Linked DNA regions of Mus musculus: regions 1, 2, 3, 4 and 6 are each linked to region 5. Evidence: chromatin contacts called from public Hi-C, HiChIP or PLAC-seq and promoter capture Hi-C data. All regions are on one chromosome and are shown on one strand. The core of a region is the stretch at or near the end of the contact, and the rest is flanking DNA. Distances in the headings are between cores, read along the strand shown.

What was found. Promoter capture Hi-C pulls out the DNA fragments that hold promoters and counts their contacts. A called contact is a pair of places that touch in the nucleus more often than the background predicts. HiChIP or PLAC-seq counts read pairs in DNA pulled down with a chosen protein or histone mark.
Region 1: a contact with region 5 is called in a promoter capture Hi-C map of embryonic stem cells, with 3 times the contacts expected there. The contact joins the promoter of Pon3 here to the enhancer-like site in region 5. A contact is called at or near these places in 12 of 39 promoter capture datasets (the HPC-7 cell line, cranial neural crest, embryonic stem cells and 5 more), 2 of 484 Hi-C or Micro-C datasets (both in embryonic stem cells), 4 of 115 datasets of contacts at active chromatin or transcription factors (embryonic stem cells and stem cell-derived neural progenitor cells) and 3 of 9 other capture datasets (adipose tissue, embryonic stem cells and liver).
Region 2: an H3K27ac HiChIP or PLAC-seq map of embryonic stem cells shows a contact between it and region 5, with 7 times the contacts expected there. The contact joins the promoter of Asb4 here to the enhancer-like site in region 5. A contact is called at or near these places in 29 of 39 promoter capture datasets (the 3T3-L1 cell line, 3T3-L1-derived adipocytes, the C10 cell line and 16 more), 5 of 15 datasets of contacts at CTCF or cohesin (the NIH/3T3 cell line, embryonic stem cells and stem cell-derived epiblast-like cells), 72 of 484 Hi-C or Micro-C datasets (the G1E-ER4 cell line, cerebral cortex, cortical neurons and 15 more), 23 of 115 datasets of contacts at active chromatin or transcription factors (bone marrow-derived macrophages, cardiomyocytes, craniofacial prominence and 9 more) and 3 of 9 other capture datasets (embryonic stem cells, liver and macrophages).
Region 3: an H3K4me3 HiChIP or PLAC-seq map of embryonic stem cells shows a contact between it and region 5, with 9 times the contacts expected there. The contact joins the promoter of Pdk4 here to the enhancer-like site in region 5. A contact is called at or near these places in 8 of 39 promoter capture datasets (cranial neural crest, embryonic stem cells, hippocampal neurons and 2 more), 2 of 484 Hi-C or Micro-C datasets (both in embryonic stem cells) and 4 of 115 datasets of contacts at active chromatin or transcription factors (cardiomyocytes and embryonic stem cells).
Region 4: an H3K27ac HiChIP or PLAC-seq map of embryonic stem cells shows a contact between it and region 5, with 8 times the contacts expected there. The contact joins the promoter of Pon2 here to the enhancer-like site in region 5. A contact is called at or near these places in 4 of 39 promoter capture datasets (embryonic stem cells, hippocampal neurons, liver and 1 more), 3 of 484 Hi-C or Micro-C datasets (all in embryonic stem cells), 6 of 115 datasets of contacts at active chromatin or transcription factors (astrocytes, embryonic stem cells and stem cell-derived neural progenitor cells) and 2 of 9 other capture datasets (adipose tissue and embryonic stem cells).
Region 6: a contact with region 5 is called in a Hi-C map of differentiating embryonic stem cells, with 4 times the contacts expected there. The contact joins two enhancer-like sites. A contact is called at or near these places in 1 of 39 promoter capture datasets (embryonic stem cells), 2 of 15 datasets of contacts at CTCF or cohesin (embryonic stem cells and stem cell-derived epiblast-like cells), 10 of 484 Hi-C or Micro-C datasets (differentiating embryonic stem cells and embryonic stem cells), 3 of 115 datasets of contacts at active chromatin or transcription factors (all in embryonic stem cells) and 1 of 9 other capture datasets (embryonic stem cells).

What each region holds. Positions count from the first base shown.
Region 1 is chr6:5,254,530-5,259,180 of GRCm38.p6, forward strand. Pon3 (paraoxonase 3) reads right to left here and starts at 1,704. Exons shown (of 9, transcript NM_173006.2): 1 at 1,624-1,704; 2 at 1-57. The coding sequence starts at 1,697.
Region 2 is chr6:5,388,797-5,393,457 of GRCm38.p6, forward strand. It overlaps Asb4 (ankyrin repeat and SOCS box-containing 4), which reads left to right and starts at 1,614. Exons shown (of 5, transcript NM_001355662.1): 1 at 1,614-1,999. The coding sequence starts at 1,813.
Region 3 is chr6:5,493,222-5,497,869 of GRCm38.p6, forward strand. Pdk4 (pyruvate dehydrogenase kinase, isoenzyme 4) reads right to left here and starts at 3,057. Exons shown (of 11, transcript NM_013743.2): 1 at 2,812-3,057; 2 at 1,669-1,810. The coding sequence starts at 2,941.
Region 4 is chr6:5,296,573-5,301,370 of GRCm38.p6, forward strand. It overlaps Pon2 (paraoxonase 2), which reads right to left and starts at 1,768. Exons shown (of 9, transcript NM_183308.3): 1 at 1,640-1,768. The coding sequence starts at 1,713. Gm52887 (a long non-coding RNA gene) reads left to right here and starts at 3,715. Exons shown (of 4, transcript XR_003956397.1): 1 at 3,715-4,798.
Region 5 is chr6:4,657,513-4,661,779 of GRCm38.p6, forward strand. Gm38761 (a long non-coding RNA gene) reads left to right here. Exons shown (of 2, transcript XR_868766.2): 2 at 3,352-3,858. Among named protein-coding and RNA genes, the nearest start is that of Gm38761, 5.1 kb to the left of the region's middle. Within about 2 kb of position 1,544, at least 5 of the 459 cell types and tissues checked have an H3K27ac peak or open chromatin away from gene starts, as enhancers often do. A contact at or near this core is called in differentiating embryonic stem cells, embryonic stem cells, extraembryonic ectoderm and 1 more, where this site is marked.
Region 6 is chr6:5,574,848-5,579,475 of GRCm38.p6, forward strand. No RefSeq gene overlaps it. Among named protein-coding and RNA genes, the nearest start is that of Gm34470, 13 kb to the left of the region's middle. Within about 2 kb of position 2,319, at least 5 of the 459 cell types and tissues checked have an H3K27ac peak or open chromatin away from gene starts, as enhancers often do. A contact at or near this core is called in differentiating embryonic stem cells and embryonic stem cells, where this site is marked.

The sequences.
Region 1 (4,651 bases), core at 454-2,953, 600 kb after region 5:
AGGTGGCAGTTTTGTGGTTCTGTGGCCTTTATTTCTCGAGTTGTACTAACTCGTTCTCTGTAGAAGATAAAAATCAACAGGAAGAAAGCAACATGGAGGTCAAAGCACTCATCCCAAGTAGACACCTGGAACAGGCAGGGAGGTCTTTCAGTCACTTTCCTGATGTGACAATTATGGCACTGCCTTTCATGGAGGCCGTAACAACGCCTCTGGTTTATAGTTACATAATATGTCTCACGTAACCACTGTGCCTACAGAAGCTAACTTCACAGTTATTGCTGAAAGAATAAAGTAGAATTCTATACGAAATATAAGACCCCACTTAATGCTAGGCAGAACCGAACACTATTCTTCATTTAAAGGAACAAAACAGCATTACAAAAAACAAACAAACAGCATTACATCATATTCTTAACTATTACCTAATATGAATCTGTACTTACCCATTTCATATTTTCTTGTTTTCTTTGGACCTCCTTCCTCCAGTAGGGAGAAAAAAATTCCAAATTTCTCTGAGGTCTCCAAGGAGCTGAACTGATAACTTTAGCTCTAACTTCCTCATTTCAACTAAGCTTATGCTGACTTATCTTAGCAAAGGTACCTTATGGACCTGACACTACTAAAGGCATTAGTTAGCCAAAGTGCTTTTCAGCACAGCGCTCTTACCTTGCACTGAAATAGACTTCTAAATACTAGGTAGAAATTAAAATATTAATTGAACTGTATTCAAGAAGACTGAAGGTAGATTTATCTTTTGATCATTTATAAAAATTATCCTTTAGAGGTATGGTTTTAACACTTGGGGGTGAGGGTGGGGAGGCAAGTGTTAGTCTTCCTAGCTGTACCACTCTTAAATTTACTATTTGAAGATTCTGCCATTTGTTGTTTGGGGAGCAGGCGGGACAACGAGCCCTCTCAAGCTGGACTAGAAAGCGTTGCCAACAGACATCAGTGTCTGAACAGATTGCAGCAGCGAACCTCTGAGACTAGTCACTCCTCAGAGAAAGAATAAAAACAACTAGATGACAAGCAGAGGCCTTAGCCCCAAGTAGCAATAAGGGGAGGGAGGAGAAGAACCCACCTTTAAAAAAAAAAATCTTTCAGATCAAACTGAGTTTGCTTGAGACAGTAATTCCGGGAGGGTTTCCCTGCCGGATCTTCTACTTCAAAAAGTCAACTACCCTTCAAGTCAGTTCCTGTCCGCGGGGTTCAGCTCTCTTCCCTGTTTCCTGGCTCATCTTCCAATGTGGCATGGGTTCTGGAACGGCCCGCACTTTCAGTGTCTGAGTCAGCTATAAACACCCAGCTGCTAGTCTGATCCCCTCCCCCAAGTCCAACACTTCCAAATGACTTGGTCTTTCACAAAGGCAATGTAGCAGAAGACCTGGAAAAGGTACCCAACCTTCAGAAATCAAACGTGGGCTTTCCTACCCTGGCAGCCTAGAAAGGCACGCAGCTGTCCCCTTTGCTAGTGAACGAGTCTCAAGGAGAAGGTCACTAAGAACTGAGGTTCCAAAACTGCTCCTTTCCGGAAGGAAACGCTAGGAAGTTGGAAGCAGGAGTTCCCTGATGTGGACTAGAAAGGAAAGAGCTGAAGCCATCTCCATGGAGATGCCCACTCACCTAAAATTCAGCAGCCTTTCCCCTATTAAGGCCAGACAGGCTCCCAGCAAGGTCAGCGCCACAAGCTTCCCCATGGTGTCTGGGTGCCTTAGGCAAAAAGCAGGAAGACTGGTGCCGCTCTGGGGCGCGGACTCAGGGTCCCGCCCACTGATCAGTCCCTTGTGCCCCGCCTGCCTGCACCTCCTGGCAGTTGTGCTGATCCTTTCTAGCAGTCTTGGGAGTTTTGCTCTCTCCTGCGCCAAGGCTCAAAGCCACCTCCACATGGAGGGCTCAAAGCCACTTGTCTACTTGAGTTTCAAGGGGATTTTTGTTCTTCTGATTCAAGTCCACCTTTATTAGCGATGGTTCAAGGCCACTTTAATGTGCAGATTCTAAGGCTGGCTCTCCAGGCAAGCGGTCCAAGAACATATTTCTGCCTAGGCTAAGGTCAGCTAAACTCTGGACCATTCAGGTTTGAACTCACAAGCTGGAATCCTCACGGTGTGGAAAATTTGTTTCTTAAAGTCACAGAACTCAATTAACCTCAGCTTCTCCAGTGGAGTGATGTGAGAGAGCTGCCTGGGAAGCCAGAGTTCATAGACTAAAGCTTCAGAGTTCTGGCAGGCTGCATGTAAGAGGAGAAATTGCTCCATATACACCCTGAAGAAGAAAATCCTGAAAGACGAGCCCTTTGGCTCATCCTTCTCGAGGAACCAGAGCTCTGAACTTTGGCTCAGAACTTCCTGGTGCCTTCATGGTGGTAGACAAGTCCATCTGTCTGGCAATCTGGAAGATGAGCAGAATGTAATAATATTAATAATAATAATGATAATAACATCAACAACAATATATCGTTTTTATGGGAGAGTCTTACTCTTCTGTGAATTTCAGGTCTTTCCAATGAAGAGCAAACTTTCCTTTCAGATAAACAATACTGTTGGAGAGACTGAAGATGGCCAGACACTTGAGTTTAGGGAACATCGCACCTTCAAGGATCATCTCTTTTTAGTTACTAATAGGAGGTAGCAGCAGCAGAATTCAGTTTAAAAAGAGAGCTTTTTTTTGAAATAGGTAGATTTTATAGGACTAAGGTGTAGCGTCCGCTCTTGACCAGCAAGAACAACACGACCACCAGTCCTTCTAACAACAGTTTATTCAGCAAACTTCCGTCTTCATCTCTCTCACTTCAACTTTCTCTCTCATCTTTTTTCCTTCTCTGACCCAGGCCTCTCACTCTTATATACTCTCAGCCCTCATCCACTCACAGCAGGCCACGTCACCTCACCAGGCACGCAGCTTCAGCTAATCAGGGCAGCAGGGGCATGTCTCCACCAAAATGGATTCGCCAGTATCCTGGTGCACCTGCGCAGCTCTCATGATGGTTGTGGCTTATTTTCAGATGTATGAGGAAGTCAGGTGCAAGACATAAGACTTAGCTGCAGTCCCTGGCGCCTTCTTGGGACTGCTGCCACACCCACTCCTCACATTTCCCCCTTTTTTCTTGTTTGGCAGAGAGAATGTCTGTCTTAGATTGCCCCCTGCAGCAATGCCCCTTACCCGTCCTTGGGAGACAAACAGCATTGGTTTGATCCCTGTCTTAGGTTGGTGACATGCCCAGGGAGTCTTATCCGTCACTGACTACTTCTCTATCATGCCAAGTCACACTTGGGGAGATTGTCCTGTTTGCATGCAGCAGGTGCATCAGAAGGCCAGGATGCTGATTAATCTATGGCCCGATTTTGATTGCTGCAAGCAAGCCTCTTGGGTGAAGGTAGAGGTCTGATCCCCAGTGTGCAAGCATAGGGGCCCTACACAAAACCATCCCTTGGGCTCATCACCCAGAGAGGTCTTGGCCAGCTCCTGTGTCGTTTTTCCTGGGGGAAGGGAACTAGGACACTGAACCTTCATGCAATCAGACATGCCTTCCACAGGAAGCCAACAGCAAGCTATCCTCTGTGCAGTGCTTAGCCTCGCAACCCATGGCATAACGCAGCATTATTTCTTTAGAGCGGCAAACCGAATCTGAGGAGATTGTCCCGCCTCCACTGCGGCAAAAGCCTGCACTACCATGGCGAAAGTGCGGGCCTGCACACGCTGCACCCAACACATACACCAAACACACAACACACACACACTATTACAAGCATACATCCCAGGGCTCCCATCAGCCCTGAGGCAAGGGATCTTATAAACAATAAACACAAAAGGAGGCCACATACAAACAGGTGTAGCCTGAAAAGAAACATTCCTTCCTCCAGCAAATTGAAATACAGAAGTTTCAAACACATTAGAACCATTCCAATAAAATTTGCATTATCTCAGGCCCCTCCTGTCACCTGGAGTAAGGGGGAAAGATCAGTGCAACTACCATTCACCCCACATAACAACCATACATAAAAGGGGCACTGCCCAAGGTGGAAGGGAATCAGGAACACTCCTACAAAAAGGAAGGGGGCCCATCTAGGTTGGGAGGGTATAGTGCCAATGCCCTTGGATATACTGGCAGGCCACACCCCTCGAATCCAGGTAGCATTAGCTTTAGTAGATACAGCTGAACACAATTTGAATCATCTGAAAACACAACAATCCCTTTAGCTGAAGCAGCATAGAAAAAAGGCAATTGTAGTGAAGCATTAGATGTAAAGAACTGAGGAAACACTTGAATGCGTCAATGGCATGGGCCTCAGGAACACAGACTAATTCCCCAATGTAGCTCTTCAGTTCTCACTAGTGGGAGCATTCCCAGCCACAGGAACATCCACGTCCTCATAGCTCCGCTTGTTTTGAATTGCTCTGGTCAGTCGTTCTGGGACCCACAGCTGTTGTTGGTTATCCTGGGGAAACACACAAACAGACCCTCTCTCTCAAACCAATTGAGAGCGCTCCTCTCTCACCTGATTCAGTGCCTCATTACCTCTCTGGAGTTCTGTGCCACATCTTTATCTTCTATGCAATTTCTCACTAACTTCCAGACTGGCAAAACCCCTTTTGGTAAAACCCCCTGTTCCTCTGCAAACCTCAAGTCCCAATGGTGCTTGGTGCAACTTGT
Region 2 (4,661 bases), core at 364-2,863, 730 kb after region 5:
GTCTAGAGCCAGGGCTGAGCAGACAGAAGGTCCCTGTCTCTTCGTTTCCGTGTCTCTTGATCATCTCACCCTTGCTGGAGCCATCATTTTGAAGTATGTATCTAAAATTTAAATGAGTAAACTATTAAAATTTCAAATAAAAGTTCTTTTAAAAAGTATGTAGAACTGACCCTCAGTGTTGGAAGTCATGGTAGTGGGTGTTGGCAGATTGACTCTCCCGTCTAAGAGTGTGTGAGGGGGTTCTGGTGGGCTTACAACTACTCTGTTGGGTCTGGGTGTTGAATGTGAAAATTGTTATGATTTGGTAAGTTCTGTGCTCAGGACTGGCCAGTTTTGTATATTTACGTTCCACATCAGTACATCAAGTGAAAGGGTATGCTGATTCGCAGTTGCGTTTATAGACATATTTGTTATTGAAAAATTTAAAAAATTCACACTGCAAGTACTGCAGGGATTTTTTTATATCATTTTTCTGAACCTATCCATGATATGTAAATTGCAGCTAATTTGTATACTAGTTAGCACTTGATAATTTTCTGACATTAAAGACACTAATAAGTAAAATTAAGTCTTCAGTTTTGTCTCTAACTTTTTCTGTTGAAAAACTAACAGGGAGAAATTTTAATAATAAAAACTAGCAGGTAACTGCATATTGCCCATGACAGTAACCAGCTGCTTAACTTTGGGCCACATTTGTTCCCTGTGTTCTCTCTGTCTCTGTGCCTCTTGTCCCTTGCTCTCTGTCCTATTTACATGTCTGAACTGTTTTAAAACAAAAGTGTTAAAGACCTTGGATGGAGTTAGCTCAGTAATAAAACACAAGCTGTGTGAGTCCCTGGGTTTGATCCCTAGCAAACACACACACACACACACACACACACACACACACACACACACACACACAAGCACTATGTAAACAGACAGAGGATGTGTGAGACAGTGTGCTAATTGATTAGGCATTGCTTTAATTGAGGACAAACAGGATTCTTTTACAGAACCCAAATACCTGACTCACATTTTCAAATCAATAAGCTCATAGTAGAAAGTAAGATCCAGCTTGTATTTGTTTTTGTAATTTGTTCAAACATGGCTTTTTTTTTTAACTGACTTGAGAAATAAAATGCAGGGTTCAATAAAGTCCACTCACTTGTTGCATTGATTTTCTTGTTTCTTCAGGTTCTTTTTTTCCCCTAAAATGACCCCCCCCCATCATCTCACTACCCCGCCCTGCTTTTCTCATAATATTGAAAAATTTTTAAGTGTAGGTTACTGACAAACCTTCTGTTTGTTTTTAGATGTGCATAATTAGGCTCGATTTTACAGGCTCATTTCACAAAATCATTAAAGGTTTTCAGTAGCACGTGTATCAACAACAGAAACAAATTCTCATTTGGGGCTATTAGTTAGTCAGACTAAGATACTGCGGCTCCAGCCAGGCGCCAGATGTTTTTTGTTGAGGAGAAAACATAAAGAGAATTAAGAGCTTTGTAAATCTTACACTTTCACTTTGGTCTTGTAAGAAATAATTGTGACATTTCATGCTCGGAAATGTGTCACAGAAGCCTTCCTGCTTATCGACTCCACGTAGAGCGGAAGGGACCCGCTTACGTATCTCCAGTTTAAAGGACCTGAGAACTCAGGGAGAGTCTGGGAGGATATTTTGAAGTTTGAAATGATCCCTATATAAATAGAACGGGTCAGCATAACTTTGGGATAAAATTAGCCGGCAGTTTGTGGACTCTCCAGCCTTGCCTGTGTGCTGGGTGCTGCTCTCCTGATAAATCATTGCTCCGCTTCCACAGGGCTCCGAGGATGGACGGCATCACTGCCCCTATCAGCAAAGCTGGAGCTGCCAAATTAGTTAAGAAAGATTTCCTGGAGGCTCTAAAAACAAATGACTTCGGAAAACTGAAGGCTATTTTAATCGAGAGGCAAATAGATGTGGACACAGTGTTTGAAGTTGAAGATGAGAACATGATTTTGGCATCTTACAAACAAGGTAAAAGAATTGGAGAGGTGTAATTGTGAAATTGATACAAAATGGATTTTTAGGTCAGTAGGTCAGCTTTTGTCTTTAAAGCAGTCGTTCTTATTGTTTAAGTGTTTGTTTAGACAGTATTTCTTATTTTTAAAAATCTTCCCTTCCCTTTTAAAAATCAGAGCGCATTTGGGGGTGATTTTCATAGATCCATACAGATTTTTGTCTATGTATTTCTATTTATTGCTCTTTGCCATTCTTGCGCCTGGAATTTGGGACCCTGGGAGGTTGTATTTGTCATGCACGGTGTGTGGGGGACTTCCCTTGTGACTGTGTTGGTACAGAATAAAGAAAAGCCTCTAGGCTCTGCTTAAAGACGCTGAGATCTCTGTGTGACAGTGTGGTTCTCGGTCAGGCTGCTGATTCTTTCCTAACAACCACTTACAGATATATCACCTCCGTGTCCCTGTGAATGAGAAAGGGGACCTTCTTTTCCATTTAGAGAGTTAATGAATGGCGAAAGATGCGCCAGGGGCACTTCGATGGTCTGCATCGGTTTAATGGGTTTCAGTGCAGGAACAAAAGCTGAACTCTAAACACCACAAAGTTAACTTTTATTTTTCTTTTCTGCTTGGCTGCAATAGTAGAGAAAAAAATTGAAAAATTAAAATTCAGAATCTCTGCTTTGTCCAAAAAAAAAAAAATAGGAAATCAAAAATTATAACAAAATTCTTTAAGTCTCCCCCTCCCCTGGAACTCCTCTTTAATAAATCAGAACAAGATTAACACACTCATTCTGATTTCTCAAATCAACTAGATAATGGGAAAACTTCAATAGTTAGACCGTTTGGCGAGCATACTGCAAAGAAAGACTCTATTTACCTTCACTGCTGCCTAGAGAAAATATGTGGGAAAGTCTTGGGAGTCGGGTGAAGGGAGACCTATTTATGTTCAAATATAAATCTGTTTTTTATTCATACAAAATCGTTAGTGTCACCAAGTTGCAGATACAAACACAAGTAGGATTTCTCTCTACCTAATTCTCTGTCATTTCTGAAATAAGTAGAGATGAGTTGAGGTCAGTTGCTGGGCTTGCTCTTTGATTTGTGTTTTATGATAAACTGTCATTGCTGTTTTGTCTGAAAAATTAAGAGTTCTATTTTTTTTCTACAAAGTTGAAAAGATTCTGTTGAAGAACAAATTATATGCTATATAATTAGGTTTCTTGGAACTTATAACTTTGTTTCGTGGTTCAATCTGGATACTAAGTTTATTTTAAAGAAACTTCTATGTGTGCCATATACAACAGGGCTCAGATTCAAGCCAGTAGCTAATGTATTTGATAGCGAGCAGCAAAGACCACCTTTTCTTATCTCTCAGGCAGGTAAACCCTGCAGACAGGCTCGGAAGTTCTGAGACAGGGAACTTAGAAGTTTGGGCTCCTGGAGAGCAGGCTGTTTTTTTCTGTTATCTCTTGGGTATCATAATCCCCAAATGTGAAGAAACTGTGTTTTAAATTCTTCTTGTCAAAATAAGCTAATTCCTGTGGCCCCCGTGGAACTAACTTTTTATTTATGCCGATGATTGTTTTACTAGCATTCAGGCTATGAGGTGTGGCTTTCAGTTAGAGGCAGAGATTTAAACTGTCTCCAAAAGAAAAAAAAGTCTTATGTAGGTGTTCATCTGGAAATATCAGGGTTTGCATTTGTATTTTCAGGGCTGTCCAGGAGATCAGTGTGCGTGTGTGTACATAATATCTATAGAAATAACTTTTCTCTCCATTTACCATGAATATGTAGCTGTGAGTCTGGGGTAGAAATCCCACTTTCTCAAAAGTTACTTGAAACTTTTTCCTAGGTGCCCACCTCCAGGATTAATGCCAGCTTTTTTTTTAAGGTAGGAATGGAAGCAGTGAATAGAACCCTCGCCTCGGCCCTGTAAAGTAGATCTAAGTGGTGATATCAATGTCTTACCTCACAAAGAAATTCTCAGAACAGTGTGGGACAGAGCGCTCTACAACTGGGTAGCTAATTAGTTACTCAGTCCCTTCTGGAGTTTGTCTAAGAGATGGAGCAGCCCCTGTGTGGCCTTGAAGAACATGTGTGGCTGGATTACTGTCTCTGAGACTTTATTCTTGTTGTTGTTGTTGTTGTTGTTGTTGTTGTTGTTGCTGTTGTTGTTGCTGTTGTTGAGTAAAAGGAGACTTTGGGGATTGTTGAAAGGCTACATGCTACTCTTTGATTTTTTTTTTTTTTTTAAGTACATGGAAAGGCTGCTCTCCTGACACTGAATAAGGAAAGTTCACAAAAGACTTTGGCTCAGTTTGATTCATTTTTATAAGACGTGAAGAAGCTTCATATTCACGCGTACTCTCAGCAAGGGGACACATCTGTCTAATCTCAGAGTGGGGACACATCTGTCTAATCTCAGAGTGGGGACACATCTGTCTAATCTCAGAGTGGGGACACATCTGTCTAATCTCAGAGAGGGTGTCTTCTGCTCAGTTGGCATTGATAAATGAAACAAAATCTACTGTCAGCAACAGTTACTGGTCACCTTGAGACTTTCTTGCAACTGATGATGTGAGTCTGTATTCAACAGTTGATTATCCTCAGAGGGCTAGCTGGTCTGAAGTCCACCTTTAACCAATCTGAGTTTCTTTTAAAACACCCTACCTCCTTTT
Region 3 (4,648 bases), core at 1,807-4,306, 840 kb after region 5:
TGAGGAAAAGGAGGTCCAGCAACAGGCCCAAATTGGGATTCAGCTGAGGGGGAGGACCCAAGGCCTGACACCATTATGATGCTATGGTGTACTTACAGACAGGGGACTATCATGACTGCCCTCAAGACCCAACAAGCAGTTGAAAGTCAGATGCAGATATTTGCACCCAACCGATGGATAGAAGCTGCTGACCCCTGTGGTTGAATTAGGGAGAAGCTGGAAGAAGCTGAGGAGGAGGGCGACCCTATAGGAAGACCAACAGTCTCAACTAACCTGGACCCCTGGGATCTCTCAGACACCGAACCACTAACGAGGCAGCACACACTGAGCTGATATGAGGCACCCAACTCATATAGAGCAGAGGACTGTCTGGTCTGGACTCAGTCAGAGAAGATGCACCTAACTCTCAAGACACTTGGGGCCCCAGGGAGTGGGGAGATCTGGTGGGGTGGGGTGGGGTGGGTACGGACATCCTTTTGGAGATTGGGGGAGGACGTGTGGGATGTGGAACAGTCAGAGGGTGGACTGGGAGGAGGATAAAGTCTGGACTGTAAAAAAAAAAAAAAGATTAAAGAATAAATAAAAAAGAGAAGAAAAACCTAAATCATTCTGTTTTCTTTTTCCTGACTGTACGTCTTGCAGGAGAGCTAAAGTCTTGACAGTTGCAATGGGTACCACAGCCTGCACGTAATATTTCAGATTGGAATAATTCTTTTGGCATACCATATTTCTTCCAATCACTGGTATGCTGCACAGTCAGTCAGTCAATGGACTAGAGTAGGACTCTTTTTCTACTACAGTTTATAGCATGGATCTGCCCTCCAAACATCTGCTTGCTAGGCATCTCTTAGTTTAAAGAAAACAGTCAAAGTAACCGAGGTTGAATGTTGGCCACGTGCTTGCTTTGTCTGTCTAAGAAATAAATTACTCCCTTTAATTATACGCAGCATCTCTTGTAACAATAGGCGGGCAGGGAGGGGTTCAGGCACTTGCTAAGATGCTAAGGGAGATGCCAAGGCAGAATTTGAACCCAAGGATCACTTTGCTAGTTGCTGATAAGGAACAAAACGTAGACCCTCTCCGAACAGCAGACATCTACATCAATTTCTAGGCAAAGGATTGTTTGTACAATTTCAGATTCCATCCTTTGTTATGTAAAGGACAAAAATTAAAAAAAATCCATTATGCCAATTATTCTTCAAACTTATCCCATACATCCAAATTATATTGTAATGGAAGTTGGGTATGGTAGTACATGGTTATAATCCCAGGAACTAAGAGGTGAAGATAAGTAGAAAGGATGTCAAGGTCATCCTAGGAGTTCCAGGAAGCCTGTGATTCACCAGAGCCGGTCTTAAGAGCCAAATAACAACAAGGAACAAAGGAAAAGGAAAAGGAAAAGGAAAAGAAAAGCAAAAACAGAAGCCACACACCTCCAAAGTGAAGGGGAACGATTTTTTTCTTTTTTAGGATATTAACAAACATCTATTTGTAGATTTATAACAATCCTAATGATAACCTGCCCTAAGTTAATACAAACTTACTTACAACTTTCAAAACTATTTTCTCTTAAGACCGCCTGTTATCCAAGCACGCTGTTAATATGGTCTAAGAAGTGGTGCTCAGGTAACTTTTAAAGCCAGAGACTTCAAAACCGTGTGTCCTCACCAGCTCTTCACCAGCTGCACCGAAGGAGTGTTCACTAAGCGGTCAGGCAGGATGTCAATCTCCTTCAGGATATTGGCCAGGCGGACGGGCAGCTCTTGCCGCAGAAAAGCAAAGGACGTTCTTTCACAGGCATTTTCTGAACCTGTAGTGGGTGAAGCGTGTTCAGTTTGGGGGAAAATTTGAGACTAAATAGCAAATACAAAGGATGTTGTAAAATAATATCTTAACTACAGTTAGCTTAGTGCTTATAGACACTTTAAAGCTAGATCTTTAGTGCCTTTTTCTTTCTGTCCAATTTCACCCCCTTTTCACTTTTTAAGAGTGACCAATATAGGTGAAATACTGTTTATTTTCTTTATGAAAAGAAAAAAATAAGCCCACGGTGGAGAAATCAGACCACTCTCCAGTTATTTCTATGCGTGAGTCCAGGGCCTGTACCACAAACTCAATAACACACCCTTAATGAGTATGAACCTGAAAGGGTCTGGGTAGAAGGAGACAGAGGCCTTTCCAGACTAGCAACAAACAATACCACATTGACATCTTGAAATGTTCCATATGCCACCGCGGAAGAAAAGGAGTAACTGTCTTTTTTTTTTTTTTTTTGTAGTAGTAGTAGTAATGTAAATACTTGTAAAACAATAAAGGAGAAATAGTAAAGATGCCTGCTAGGCATGCCAAGAGATCAGCGGGGTGTGTGTGGAGGCGGGGAGTATGAGTTTAAATCTGTATCTATCAATCTAAGGTAAGTTTGTGTTATTAGGAAATTGGGAAGAAAGGAGTTAGTTTAGCTTCTAGTCCATTATTAAAATGGTGGCTGAAAGGATATATATATATATATATATATATATATATATATATATATATATATATATATATACACACTCAAATGATCTAGACAGTGAGAAGAGAAAAGTAGATTCGAAGTTGAGCATCAGTATGGTTACAAGTGACTTAGCCTTTCTGGTACAAACTGTCAGAAAGTAACCAAACTAGGAAAACAGGTGCACAGCCTTTTGAGAATCCCGAGTTCTTCGGTCAAAGAGACCTCAGTCGTCCTAGCCCTGAACTCAGCCCTTCCCATCCTGGGGCCTCCCCAGCCTCAGCGCCACCCTCCTGGGCCCTGCGTCGCCCGCCTCTCACCAAAGTCCAGCAGCTGCTTCATGGACAGCGGGGACGGGCTGTAGCGGGAGAACAGCTCGACCTCCCTGGGGACCAGGCTGGCGCTGCTCAGCGAGCTGGCGCTGCGCATCACGAAGCGGGCTGCCTTCATCCTGACGCCCACCTAGGCTGGCGGTGGTTAGGATCCGTAGGGTTGGCGAGGGCTGCGGGTCAGGAGCGCGGTCGAGAGGGAGCAAGTGCGTTGTGGTCCCAGGGTCCCGGGTGCTCGAGCCTGGGTGAAGGGTTGACACTTGGGTCTTCCCACCACCCGATGTCTTGCCTTTTATCTACCTCCACGCCCTCTCCACAACTCCAGCCAGGAGGAGGCTCTGGGACTCTGAACTTGGGGCCACACCAATCAGCTCAGAGAAAGAACTTTGGGCTCCTCCCTTTGGCCGCGGTCACTAGAAAGGCCTGGCACAGTGATCCCGACACGGTTTCCATGGCCTGCAAGGGGCAAAGGGTGAGAGGGAGGAGGGTTGGGGTGGGATAGGGGGAGCAGCCACAGCAGGCATCCGGGATGACGTGGGCCCCCTTGGGATAGATCCCAGGTCGCTAGGACTTCAGGCCCGCCCAGACTTGTCCTTGTTTACAACTCCAGAGCCATCTCAATGTCACGCATTCCTAGCCAGAAACTGTTTCCAAGAATCTCACCGCGGAGCGTGCATTGGTGTTCGCTCAGAGCGGGACTTTTACAGTAGCCAATCATCTGCTTACTAAAGTATGGGCTTCTTTGCCATTGGACCTCGAAAGCAAGGACCACCCTACAGTTTTATCCACTTTCTTCTTAGCGAACAGCTCAAGTTTAGAAACTGCCTAAATAGGCTTATTATTAATGTGGTGGAAAATCCCAGTTCACTTCTCTCCTGTAACACTTTCTACCTGTTAATTAAATGCAAACTAAAGAGCGATTTGCTGAGGGTTTGGCTGGCCCTGTAGTCCCCCTTCCCTGTCATTCCCCTCTTTCTCTAAGGCCTTCTAGTTTGCTCTTGACCGCCCTCCACTCCCCAGTCTGCTCCAAAAGCTCTTTCTTCATTGCGGCTGCCCTCCTTCCAAAAAGCAGCCTTTGTCACTAGCAGGCACCAGTAGCATATTTTAGTTATTTGGGCTCTTTCATTTCCCAGAGGCTCAGTGCATCCTACCCTACTTTGTTACTGCCCAATATTGACCTCCCTAATGACTGCTGTTGAAACATGCTAGCGGGTCATAACACTCTCATCCTAACCTCTCTCGTCCTCCCGTTCACTCTAAATGGACTGTAGAATGAAGCCAGTGTTTAGGGACGCTGTAACGACTTGGTTGCAAATGCAATGTAATGGGAACTACTAATAGTAATAAACTGCAAGGGCAGTTTGTTATCCAAGGCACCCTTAGCCTTCGACCCTTGCATATGAGGAGACTGGGGTGTTATGAAAGTCATAGATGACGGTGGGTGCACTCTTTGCATTTTCCCCCATGAGAGCTCACCCAGTCACAGGACTGATGTCTGATTTCTGCCTCTAGTTCAAACTCTGCCCCAGATTCCAGTGCTCTGCTGTTTAGTGGACTTGTGCAGGCACAGGTCTAGCATCAAAGTTCCTCCTCTTAAACCTACCACCAATACTGGGGGTCTGCCTAATGTTGTGTCCACTTGTGTGACTTGCTTAGAAATAACACGTTGGCTTTCTGTCCATCCCACCACCTCTGTCTAGTGGTCACATATAAGTTCTAGCATTTATGCCTGCCATTGTGTCCAAGCATTTTGCTCAGACCTATGGGGGAAAAAATCCAATGGAGACCTTCAACAGTCACGGTTTTCTGGTAATGAGCATCTGGTGCA
Region 4 (4,798 bases), core at 518-3,017, 640 kb after region 5:
AGGCTGACTTTCTCCCTGTTGCAGTGCTCCCACCATGTCCACTTCTCACAGGGCCTTCTTCTAAGTGAAGCTGCAGCTATGGGACACTGGAATTGCCTTGCAAGATGTGCTATACTTTGATTTGACTCTCATTCTTGGGGATGCAGTCTGGGTCTCCTTTATCATTCCCAAAGTGCTTTCCCCATGCCTAGTCCAGCATCTCTCAATGCTTAATGCATACTGTACAAGAGGATTGCTAAGAGAGGGGTGTGCTTCGTGTTGTGATTTTGTAGTGTGGTGCTGGGGCTAGAATCCCAAGCTTCGTGCATTCTGGGCAAGTGCTCTGTCCCTGAGCTACACTGCACATTATTAGCAAAGATATAAACGTTAAAAATAAAAAAAAAAAAGATAAAAGGAAGAAAGAAGAGGAGAGGGGAGGAGAGGGGAGGAGAGGAGAGGAGAGGAGAGGAGAGGAGAGAAGAGAAGAGAAGAGAAGAGAAGAGAAGAGAAGAGAAGAGAAGAGAAGAGAAGAGAAGGAAATCTGACTGTCATGCTGGCGTGTGCCTATAATAGCAGAAGTCAGGAGACCAAAGAATCCTGAGTTTTGAGACCAGACTGAGCTTCAAAACAGAGGATACACAGTGAGACTTCGTCTCAAAACCAAGAATTCATTTAAAATTTAGAAAAGCACCCAAAACCCAAGGCCGATGCCCTATCAGAACCAACTGAATTAGAATGTTTCACATGGTGCTACTTGGACGTCAAGACTCCGGGAGATCCCAATATCCAGGCCCCGTTGCTGTGCCCTTCGGGCTTATTTGTACAATGCAAGACTCATAGCAGTTTGCTGCTAAACAACCAATGAGTGCCGGCGCTTCCCTTTTGCCTATTAGAGAGAGGCCCAGTGTGAAGCACACCCTTCAGACTTGCCCGCCTTCCTCATCTGAGTCTACGTTGCCTCCCAGAACGCCTACAGAAGACTGTCTTTTCTCTTTAACCCTATAAGGAGCTGAGTACTACTGTTCCGGAACACTTTTGCAAGAAGTTTATAAAGTTTGAATTGGTAACTTGAAAGTATGATGTCTACCCAGAACAAACAATCGCTCGCTCTGCTTCTGGGACTCTGGTCAATAAATAAGGAAATGATGTAAGAACAGTAGCTGTCTCTCTCAAGCGTCTTTGATCTCCAGCGCCAAGACGGAAACCCTGAAGTTTCACCAACTATTAATGCTGGGGAGGGATGGGTTCCGGCTGAGCAGAACAGCACCAGTGACCTAAAATGAAGCTGTATAATTAGAGCGTCCACGCATGAGTAATGGTTTTGTTTTCAAATTAAAGCACTGGGTTTGCCCTTGGGGAATTTGCAAAGCTCTCTCTTGTCAGCCTAGGCAGAGGAACCTCGGCACCAGCAAGCGCTGGAAAACTTTTTCCCAAAGTGTCTAGGTCTTGGTGGAAGTGGACTGGGTCGGTTAAACGGAGCACCGGTAGCTATCCGAAGTTCTTCCTTCCATCCGGTCCCCCCCCCCCCCCGAACTAAACAAGCTCTCTCTCCAGTTACCTCCCCCCCTCTCACCCCCTCCCACCCGCCGCGCGAGCGCCCCAATCAGCTCGGCGGTCCCAGCCTAGGGACTCCCGACCCGGGACCCTCGGCAGCACCTACCTGAGCGCTAGGAACCGCTCGCCCAGCAGCGCCAGCCCGATGCCCAGCAAACTCAGAGCCACCATCCGGCCCATGGTGCGGGACCGGCCCGCCGTCTGGCTCGGGCCTGACCGAGCAGCTCCGGACGCTGGGCCAGCTCCCCGCCCCGAGCGCGGAGCCGCGCCCGATCCCCGCCCCGAGCGCCGGCTCTGCAGCCCAGGCTCCGCCCGGCGCCTCGTCCTCGGAGCACATCCGCACATGCCCGCGTGGGAACCCAACTGAACTTGATTCCTTTCACAAACACCCCGCCAAGCCTCCGATCCTCGCGCAGCTGCACCTGCTCAGCTCCCTGAAAACTTTAGGGTGGCCTCTGCGGAGTTCCCTTAATTTAGTTAAGTTTGGGCTTGCTTTTTGCTGTTTTGGCCTGGTGTTTGAGGATACTTTCCCCCTCTGTTGTGTATAATTTTGGCTTTGAGAAGCTAGGAAACAAACTCAGGACTTTGTTCATATTAGGCTAGTACTGAGCCATATCTACAGTCATACACTAGTTTTGTTATTACACATACGTGTGTATAACATTTCTATATTTAAATATAAAATATATTTAGATAGTAATTATTAAACAACACAGAAAGTATATTATATATATATATGAAATCTATTAAAATTGTACTTTTAAATGTTCTTATTGTTTTGAACATAAGGTCTCATGTGGTCCAGGCTGGTAGGGAACTTCTGATCTGTCTACCTCCATATGCCAAGTTCTTGGGCCACTCAAGGCCCTGCCTAGAGTAATATGTTTTGCCTTAGTTCTTTATTTCATATGCATGGTTGTTTTGCTTGCATGTAAGTATATGCACCACATTCATGCCTGGTATCCACATAGGTCAGAAAAGGGTGCCCACTACACCAGGAAATACAGCCAGTGTTCTTAGTGCTGAGACATCTCTCTCGTTCAGACATTTTAAATATTCCTTTCCTTTTTTTTCTTCTTTTAGATGGGAAAAAAGTGGTTCTGGACAGGTCTTATATAAGAAGTTAGAGTTGGAATTACATCCTTTTATATTAAGATTTATAGCCAGGTGTGGTGACGCACACCTTTAATCCCTGCACTTGGGAGGCAGAGGCGGGTGGATTTCTGAGTTTGAGGCCAGCTTGGTCTACAGAGTGAGTTCCAGAACAGCCAGGGCTACACAAAGAAACCCTGTCTCGAAAAAAAAAAAACCAAAAAAAAAAAAAAAGATTTTAGACTAAAACACCACAAACTCGGGACTCACTGGAGTACTAATCAATTTTCTCTTCTTTCTCCCTTTTCATTTTAATACTTATTGATATACACTTATAAAAATATAAAGAGGGAGGGCACTCGTTGAGATTGCGACAGCTACTGGGTATAACTTGAAATCAGTTCCTAATTGTTCCCAGTGCTTAATTCCCACCTGCAATGTTTGCAGAAGCTACACAGTCAGTTCCCGGGGACCATCCTTTTCTGACAGTGTTTTGTTATTGCAGCTCGAGGTGACCTCAGATTTGAGGCTCTCTTGCCTTGCCCTCGTGAGGATTACCAGCAGATGCTGGCACATCAGGCCAGGTTTCTGTTTTGTAACCAACCATTAAGGAAAAGCAGATGCCGGTTTGTACCTGGCCCCTCACCAAAGGGAAAAGAAAGAGATCTTCCTGTTCCACACATCTGTGACCAGCCCTAAGGGACTCTGGGATGTATCCACTGTCTGATAGACAGCTGAACAATTGCTCTTTCAAAGTCCCAGAAGATGTACTTTTTATGCACTTTCCATCACAGATAACTTCGCAAAATACTGTTTGTCAGGGCACACAGTTAGGTGGGTAGGATTGCCAAAGGGATCAAGTGCACTGAAATGTGATTATCGAAGTGCTTTGAAAGTGAGTGTATGCCACAGAAATACAGTAATGACACAGCCCTTCTCATCTTGGCATGGGAGCCACCCTGTGCCCTTAATGGCATCTCTGAGTTAGGTGTGATCTTAGCACAGCAAATCAGAAAGCTCTAGAAACATTCTTTCAAAGGAAGATAAAGGGCCAGGGCTGGTGACTGACTGGAATCTCACCATGAAGCTAAAACAGAGACTGGAGAATATTGGGTTTAAAACTAGTCTGAACTAGATAAAAGGCTGAAGAAAAAAATTCAAATGAGGTTAGGTATGTTATTTAAAGATACATGTAACAACTATAGTGACAACTATTGCTTCTTTTGGTAACAAAAATTTTTAGTAGTTTCTTACCTTCATAAATGAAAGAAATGCAAAATTTCCTTTCAAATCAATGTTTTTTACCTTCATCCAAAATTATCAACAGCTCTGAACTAACTAACCTACTTATTTGTGTTTTTCTTCTCTTTCTAAGTATCCTGCCTCTAAAATATACCCTCGGATCCTTTAAATCATCCACGAGCCTCTTAAGTGAAGAGATCCAACTTGGGATGTCGCTTCTGACTGACTGCATAGACAGGCATTGAATTTTACCATCCGTGGCATGAATCATCAGGAGAAACCTTGCAGATACCATCAAAATTTAGGAGGGCGTGGTGCTATTACCTAAGTTCCTGGCTTAAGGTTGAGAGTTTGCTCTAGGATTCCTGACTCATCTGAGAGGTATATAAAAGTATGCCTCATGTATTGTGAGACATGCCTCCGGAACCGTGGGGCAAGAGCCGGGCAAAGCGCCTCCCCACTTGTCCTAAAGTTAAGTAACAGATCATGGAGTTTTACAATTCGGTGCTATTCTTAATGCCTAGGGAGACACCATTAAGTGGAGTGTTATAGTAATTCTCACCAAGTCCAGACTTGCCCTAACAGTGTTTCCCGACAACAGCTGAGAGACAGAAATCCAATGGCTGGCTTCAGTCAACACCAGCCTCTGACGACTTCTTGTTCTGGGAACACCGGTCTGAAGTTCGGCACACCCCTCCGAGTATCTGAGGGAAGTCGTGCTTCACTTATTTAGTTTGAAAGACTGTTGGTTTTAAAAGTAATATGTCTTTGTCCTTCCACGTGTGCAGGTGTCCATGGAGGCAGGAAGAGAGCATTGGATCCCCTTGAGTGGAGTTAGCCATCCAACCTGTATGCTCGGAAAGAAGCGAGAGTGCTCTTAAGCATTGAATGACTCCAGCCGAGCCCTGCTTTGATTCTGTTAGCAGAGCCA
Region 5 (4,267 bases), core at 294-2,793:
ACTCTCTTCACTGTCCTTATTCTTCTTGAAACTTTCAAAAGTCCCAATTATCACACTTGTAAAAGCTCTTTCCTCCTCTAGGACATTTGATCAAATCAACCTCCGGGAAAGCTTTGGCAATTATATTAGCATCTTATGCTGAGTAGCCATGATCCATGTTCTACTTAATAATGGCTCTTCATTGACAATTGAACAGAATACTCTGGCCTCCTAACGTAACTTCATTTTTACCATCTATCTTCTCAAACTTCTCTAGCTGCCTGCTGTGTACCCAGAAAGCAAAAGGAATTAGATGTCTAAAAGATCGGCTATGGGAAATACTTGTGAAAAAGAAGGGAGAAATGACATAGCAGGGGTCCACAGACAAAGCCCCTTTGCAGGCTGTGACATTTACACACAGAACAGTGTGTGTGCCAGGATCCTTAAGAAGATGTGTCACAACAGTGTCAAGAAATCATAGTGAGGGTGGTGGGGACCCTAGAACTAAGACTGTCCATCAGAGATGCCAAGTATTGAAAAGGTGTATGGTCAGTTAATACCTTTGTCATGCCTGGCCGTGGCTGGGATCAGTAGTCACAGACAGACAGAACTTCTAATAACACCAAGGCTGTTCCCAAGGTTTAAAGTGGGGGTTATCTGTCCACTGCCATCCTATATAGTGCATTTATAGCCGGCATCTCAGAGCAACACTTCCAGGACAATCGCAATAACCTACCTTGGCTGAGTACTTAAAGATCTCTGGAGCTAACATACAAGTTACTAAAGCCTGAAAACAAAAATAAAAAATTAAGGGATCATTTATAGTTAATAATAATGATAAACCAGAATTTACAATTAAATTCTCATGCTCCATGCAAAAAACAGAAAAAAAAAACAGGGATAGTCATATGTATGTGAAAATTAATAATACAGAGAACACAGTATTTTAATAAGCAAAGAATGGAGGGAGACAAAATATAATTTAATTTTAATCTCCGATGCAGAAAGAATGGCTTAGTCATACAAACAAAAGAAAATAAAATTCACACAATCATAATTTCTCTTAGTCAAAAAAAAAAAAAAAACAAAATTAAAAAGCAAAGTAGAAAAAAAGTTTAATGTGCTTACTTTTAATATCCTTATATAAGGATTTTAAAATTATTTTAATCAAGGTGTTGTCTAACTTGTGGCTGCTGCTTTCTAGTGTGTACGGCAGCATAGAACAGTTCATTTCAGCGCATTGGTTTTCATTTCATAACTAGCTAACTCAGAAAGAACTCGGATCACAGCAAAGCTAGTCGTTCTCAGTAGCCTACTGACACTTTGTGTTTACGTCACTTTTTTTTTTTCCTTTTGAAATGTGCTACTGTGGGCTTTCTGTGACACTGTCTGTGTTGTCTGGGACCCCGCCAATGTAGGTATGAATGTCCAGAGCCCCGACTGTCCGTGACTGAGAGCAAATTCTAAGGTCTTCCTGTAAAAACTACCAGCCCTTAGTGCTTCCCGCAGCTCAATCACGGTGTGCAATCACGGTGTGCAAGAAAGATGGCCGTTCTGGTGAGGGTTTTAGCGTGCAGACAAAAGCTTTCTGTCACCCTGTGTCCCTCTAGCAGCTCACGCCTACATTTGCTAAGTCAGTGAGCCAAAAGCGATATGGCTGACACTGGCCGGAGTTTTGCACTTTCACGGATGTGCTGATAGCTTGCTTTTGAGTCTTACTTAGTCATTGTGAATTATTTTTCTCTTCTGTGTTGTAATCGTCTAGTTTTTAATTCTTTTCTACGGCCTTGAGTCTTCCGTGCCAGGCCCGGGGTTCCATAGTTTTCCACAGTTCTAATCCGAGCAGGACTGTGAGTAAGAGCGGACATTTTAGGAGACAGAAACTTAAATCGCAGTGATCCCGCCACGAAGCGGGAGTGCATGCTTCATTTACAGGAAGAATCTAGCCATTAAAATAAAAAAATAAAAAAAAAATCAGTGGAGAGATCGGTCTATCACTCGGTGAGATCAGAAAGAAGGTTCCAGAGGGTCGGCATTCCTCGCGGAGCCTCCAGGGTTCTGGTTATCTTTAAAAGCCAGAGGAGACAGAAAGTCTGCTGAGATGGGAAGGTATGCGGGAGCCACCACCTGCCACTAACCTCTCTCCCAAGATCAAGACACTTGGCTGTGTAGTTACCAGCACCGGTCACTAACTTCTTCCAAGGACAAAATGTTTGGTTATGTATTTATTGTTATATGGAAATAGATTTTGGTAGTTCAAAATGTAAAACGTCCTAAGGAGAAGTAGCACAAAGTTTCAGGTTTTCCTGGTTTGCCCAGTTCTTGTGCTTTCTACCACCCAACTACAAGGAATCCTGTCTCTTAGCTTCTTGTGTTCTTGAAAATTTGTTTCAAAGATGGCAAAGAAAATTGCTATTTTTTTCCCCTCCTAACATAAAACATACCAGAGTTTTGAGCTTTTTCTCACCTAAAAATATTCCTTAGTGTCTTTCTCTATTAAGATACTACCTTTCCATTGTAGGGGGGGGGGGGGGAGAGAAAGTGAGCAAGAAAGACAGAGAATATGTGTGAGAGTGAGTGTGAGTGTGTGTGTGTGTGTGTGTGTGTGTGTGTGTGTGTGAGAGAGAGAGTGTGTGAGTGAGTGTGTGTGTGAGAGAGAGAGTGTGAGTGAGTGTGTGTGTGTGTGAGTGAGTGTGAGTGTGTGTGTGTGTGTGTGAGTGAGTGTGAGTGTATGTGTGTGTGTGTGTGTGTGTGTGTGTGTGTGTGTGTGTGTGTGTGTGTGTCTGTGGAAGGACAACTTTCCGGTGCCATCCACTTTGGTTTTCTGAGATGAGATCTCTCTGTGCCTGGAACTGGCCAGGTTAGAGCAGCTGGCCAGTCATCTAGAGCTCAGCCTGCGACTGTCCCCTTCATGTGTCACTATCCAACTCAAGATTGAACTCAAATCCTCACAAATGACAGATACTTTATTATCACTGTGGCCCTCTGTATCTTCTTCTTTTTTAACCATCACATAGTGTGGCTCTAAGTCGTTGGCATGGTAACATGCCACCATAATCTTTAAGTACTGATACTGTTAACTCCATTCAAATCATATTAAAAGTGCCACAGCACAAATAGCCTTGCTTATATGTCATTTCGCACTTATAAGAGTGCCTGTATGAGAGACATCATCAGATGTGGAATTACTGAGTTGTGGGGAACATGCACTCTTAATGTTATTCAGGGAGCCTGCCCTCCTTGGCGCCCTTGGGGCTGTACACCTCCCATAGCAACACTCTAGTCTCTCCCAACACCGTAGCTCTCCCTTAATACTGCAGTGTCACTGCAGACTCTGTCACAAGTTTAAAAGGCATTCATGTTTCTCTCCAGGTGAACAATTTGGTGCGATTGCTTGCCCTCTCAGTCTATGAGGCTGCCTTAACAAAAAGGCTAACAGAAGAGTGGCCAAGAAGCTAGAAATTTATTCCTCTCACTCCTGAAGTCTGGGAAGACCTAGATGGAGATGTCAGCAGACCCCGTCTGTGAGGTCCTCGTGCCAGTATCAGAGACAGCAGCCTTCTCTCCATATCCCCATGGTGGAGGGGTAAGGCATGTAGGTCTCTGAAGCCCCTCTTGTCACACTGCTGATGTCCTGCATGGGGGAATTCATCTGCGTGCCCTCATTACTCCACAAAGGTCCCACCCTCTCATACCAAAGCTTGGCAGTGTTAATTTCAGTATATAAATACATGTGTGGGCTGTACAGGTGTCTAGACCTAAGCAATGCTTATCCATTGCTTTTTTCCCCTTCTTACAAACTGTTAATAATTCTTTATATAATTGGGAGATTAGCTCATTGTCAATGATGTAAAATATAAATACATTTTCTCACTCTGCCTTTTGTTTATTGTTTTGTTCTACAAGAGAAGATTTTTTTCAGAGAATAGATTGTGTCAATCTGCCATCTTAGGACGTTTGCATTTGAATACTTTTTGAATAAATAGGATTTCCCATTCTTCTTTAACAAAGGAAGCAATAAAGAAAAGCTGACAGTCGTTTAGACCTGAGTGGTGTATGCTAGAATCCAATTTAGTTTTGTTTCAGATGACCACTCTGTTGCCAGAACCAATTTTCAAGTAGTCTGTCTTTTCCGTAAGTGACTTCTTGTTGACTATAGCATGTCCCTAGACCACTAGGTATATACGAAACAATATTTTCATAGTGTCACCGACATTTACGCAGCAACTTCCCACAGTGTTAATTGCAGAGGATTCCAGTTTCTTTACCTCACAATACACTGTAAAAG
Region 6 (4,628 bases), core at 1,069-3,568, 920 kb after region 5:
TCTCGTTATACATACGTAAATTTTGCAATAGGCAAATAAATGCTGGCAAAACTTAAAAATCAAAACACCTCTGACCCCCAGCATCTCATGTCGATAGGAAATTAATTCATATTACCAGGAAACAACACCAACAGAATTGAATAACACATGAGTAAATCTGCAATGCCAATATATGACAACGGACAATGATGGACTAAACCATTAGGCTCTGGCCCAGCCTCAGGACCAAGAGCTGAGCTGGTATGATACAACCATGGTGTTCCTGTGTTCCTCCATCCATGTGGCAAGAAACACTATGACAGAATGACTGCTTTCCTGTCTTCTTGTGCTTTCCAGTCAGAGTGAAGCCTCAGGTCTGAAATGCCAAAATGTGCTGTACTGCAAATCGGGTTGCTAGACGTTCTGAAATCAGATGGAATTCACTACATGAGAATGTCAGGGATCACTTGCAACCACAATTCACTCCTCATGAGTCCTTGACCTAAGAGAAAAGAGAAAACCAAAGACACAAAAGCCCTGTTCCAGGTGGTGAATGGTTTAGTGTTCTTCACTACTTTGTATGTGGGACAAACGGGTAAAAAGTTATTTTTAATTAGTGGGATTTTTTTTTTCTTGGCAACATAAAATGTTAGCAGGTAATGCCAGACTGCAAAGCATTTAAACAGTTCTTTCTTTAAAGGAAAATTTAATGTACTTTAAAAAAAAATCGCAAGTGATAATTATCAATTTTGAGCAGTACAGTACAATGTTTTAATATGTTATATGGTGTGAAAAGAGCAGATTGGGATAGGTGGAATATCCTTCACTTTTGATAATTATTTCTTTGTATTGAAGATACTGAAAACATTCAACTAATTGTCAACTGATTTACCCTACCTACTGTGCCATAGGATATTAAAGATTTTTCCTTGTACCTCTTAACCAATTAGACCCTCTCCAACTCTCCTCAAAATGTCTTCTCTGGGCACTAAGTATGCTAGCTTTGAACTCATACTTGACAGCAAATAACCTTTTGAACTGACCCCTCCCCCGCCTTTTGTTTTCATTTCTGGAGAACCAACCAACCAACCAATGACAGTGGAGCATAGCAAGACAACAGAAGAGACTTCTGCTCTCTCAACCCCCAGGGTACAACTTGCCTACAATCAAGGCTGCTTATCTATGCAACTTTTTCCTCTTACTTCTGAGCTGGGGTTCCTGGATAATGCAGTATTGAAGTTGACCATTCTTACTACTTAACACACTTCCTGAGAAGGCTCTGCTTAAACATTCTAGGGTGTGCACTTGTAATCTCTAAAAGGGGAGTCAATAATACTTAGTTTACAATTAAATCCCAAATGGCCTTTTACTGTTCTGTGGTTGCTGGGTTAGAAGTATTCATGGCCTCTTTGAGGAATTATAATGTAGTTATAATATACTTTAATATCCTTAGACAAAAATAAATTATATCAATTTATGATAATTAAAACCCACTATTAGAGAACCTCTGTTTGCTTTTGCTATATTGAGCGTTTCTAATTTGCAGCACATTGCTGTCTCTAATTGCTCCTTCTCAGAATGACTGTATGCGATGAATTGATATTTTTATGCATCTCTACTTTCTCCCATTCTAACTCGATTTAAATTTGTTCAGCTCACACAAGTCAGTGGTGAAACCTGGTTTGAAGAGGTCCCTGCTCTGAGGGAAGAGTAATATTGGCCATGTGGGGGAACTCTGTATGTCATGGATAAGGCTTTGTCTTAGGTCAAGGAAACACATGAAACCCCTAGGTTCCAGTACAATAGTGAGAACACAAGGCTGGAATACCCAAGGCAGAAGTTGATGCTGTTAGAGGATCTGAGGTACAAATGAGCACCTTTGTTGGGGCCGGCCTGCGGCTCTCATGTCTGGGTTCGAGCCTGGAAGGCATCTTGGAACTGAAAGAAAAGAGGGAGCCTAGGCGGGTTGAGAAATAATGGAACCAAGACAACTAGTATGCTCAAGGTTCAAAAGTTTAATGGCGGACACGCTTTATAAAGGAGGGGGGAAAGTCCATTCCCGCCAATTCATCCTTGGAGCCTGGAACCAGCTGCAGGTGATGATGTGCAGAATAGGGCTTAGTCTCCGGAATAGCTCCAGGGGGCCTCTCAGCAGGTAGCAGTATCTTGAAGAGGAACAGCAACAGTGGCTGAACAATAGAATGATCTAGGGAGGAAGGCTCCACCCTAGGTAATCTCCCTAGTGGCAGCAAGGTCAAATTCTGGCTCAGCCTGCTTCAGGCTTGTGGGAGGCTACACACCTTGTCCTTACTGAACTAGAAGACTGGATGTCAGCACTGACAGGTAGATGAGACAGGACATGAATAGAGTGCTGGGATCGTTCCAAGCTACATGCTGTAGAGGTGTTGAGGATGGAACCCTCAGGGTGGGGTTAGTGCCCTAACAAGAAGAGACACCATTGGGCTGGCTAGAACTTCCTTCATAACAAATGAGGGCAGCCATCAACAAATCAGGAACGCAGGCTTCCCAGGACTGGAGGCCTTCCCTTAGCTTTCCAGCCTCAGATTATACATTTCTGAGGCTTAAGCCATCTTTGACACTGCAACCTGAGTAGGCCCTGGACAAGAAGATGTGAAATTATTCTCCAGATTAAGCTGATTGTCTGGTCAGATTTCACTTTCACTAAAATGGTAGACCAAGAAATGAATAATGACTTTTAAAACATGCTCTCTCAGGAAGGGCCATGGAAGTGGTAAATAGCGCCATCATGTAAAGATATATATTGTTTTCAGGACAATGTCACATCGAAATCATCACGGATGGTAACACCATCAGTTTCATTTTTTAAAGAATAATTAGAAAGGCAGTTGAATGCTTACATCCCTGAGCTTGGAGAGCTGAGGAAGGAAGAGTACTGTGTTTGAGGGCAGCCTGGGCTACATAGTGGGACCCCGATGAAACAAAACAAAACAACAACAAAAGAGATTACTTGAAAGATGAGATCAAGCCGGGCGTGGTGGTGCATGCCTTTAATCCCAGCACTCGGGAGGCAGAGGCAGGTGGTTTTCTGAGTTCGAGGCCAGCCTGGTCTACAAAGTGAGTTCCAGGACAGCCAGGGCTAAAGAGAGAAACCCTGTCTCGAAAAACCAAAAAAAAAAAAAAAAAAGAAAGAAAGAAAGAAAGAAAGAAAGAAAGAAAGAAAGAAAGAAAGAAAGAAAGAAAGAAAGGAAGAAAGAAAGATGAGATCTGAAATTGTGTCTGAATTGTAGGGATTATTACATTAAAAACATTGATAGACCCTTAGAAATATCAATCCTTCTACCGTAAGAGTTCCCCAAAAGGGCTGGAGAGACAGCTCAGCAGATAGGAGCACGGGCTACTCTTCCATAGGACCAAGGTTCAATTCCCAGCAATTACATGGCAGCTCACAACTGCCTGTTCCTCCAATTCCAAGGAATCAGATGCTCTCTTCTCCCTCAGAGGGCACTGCACACACATGGTACACATGCATGCATCCAGGCAAAATACCCATGTACATAAACAAAAGAAAAAAAGAGTTACACTAAAACTAAGACATAGGACAGAGAGAGAGGAAAATTCTCTCATGAAAATGTTAAACTACAGAGAGTTAATGTGGCTACAATATAATATAATTGATAATTTTAAATTGTAAGTAAAATTCAAAATGCATGAGCATAGGAGTAAAAATGTACAGTATATAGCAACAAGGAACAAAATATTTAAAGAGAGCTTGATGAGATGTCAGGGAAACCAAGTTCAGATCCCCAGCACCCACAAAAAGCTGGGTGCAATGGCACACATCTATAACCTTGGCATTTGGGGAGAGAGGTGCTTTGTTCCATCTTGACAAAACTGCAAGCTTTAGGTTTGGTGAGACCCTCTCTCCAAAAACAAAGTGAAGAGTCAATAAAGAAGACACCAACAGTGGCCTATGGCCTCCATGAGCACGCATACACATACACACACACACACACACACACGTGCACGTGCGCACATGAATTTCTATACTCACATACAAACATGTATATACATTACACACACACAAATGTAGAAAAATTCATTACCATCAGATATTAATTCAGAAATAAGAACACAAACATCAAATATTTATAAATATTCATCACATGCTGCAGAAAAATTAACAAGTTTGATCTGATTTAATAATTCAGAATCCCAAGGGAATTCTAGAGAAATCACAAAGAGTATAAATGCTATTTGCTTTCACACATATGCAGAATATTTAACAAACTTGGACACATAATGGTTCCCAAAGCAGTGTAAATGAGCACTTCTGGTTCTAGAGTCCACTTTATGCAGATATTTTCAAATTATGAGAGAATGAAATTTAAAAAAAAAACTAAACCAAAAGGTAATCACCCTGTTCAGAACATTTTAAATGTGTTGCTATGCATTATGTGGGCCAACAAAAAGATTATTATATCAAAACTTATGGATTGGAGCAGGAAGCAACCTTTACATGAATTACATATGTTTCAGAAAAAAAGTACAAATTAAAAATATTAGAGAGGAAAGCATTCAAGAGTCAGCAAACAATGGCAGAAATTTGAGCTCCTGGTGTTTTACAGGCATGTAGACCATGCTCATGCTGAATCAACGTGCATGGATAC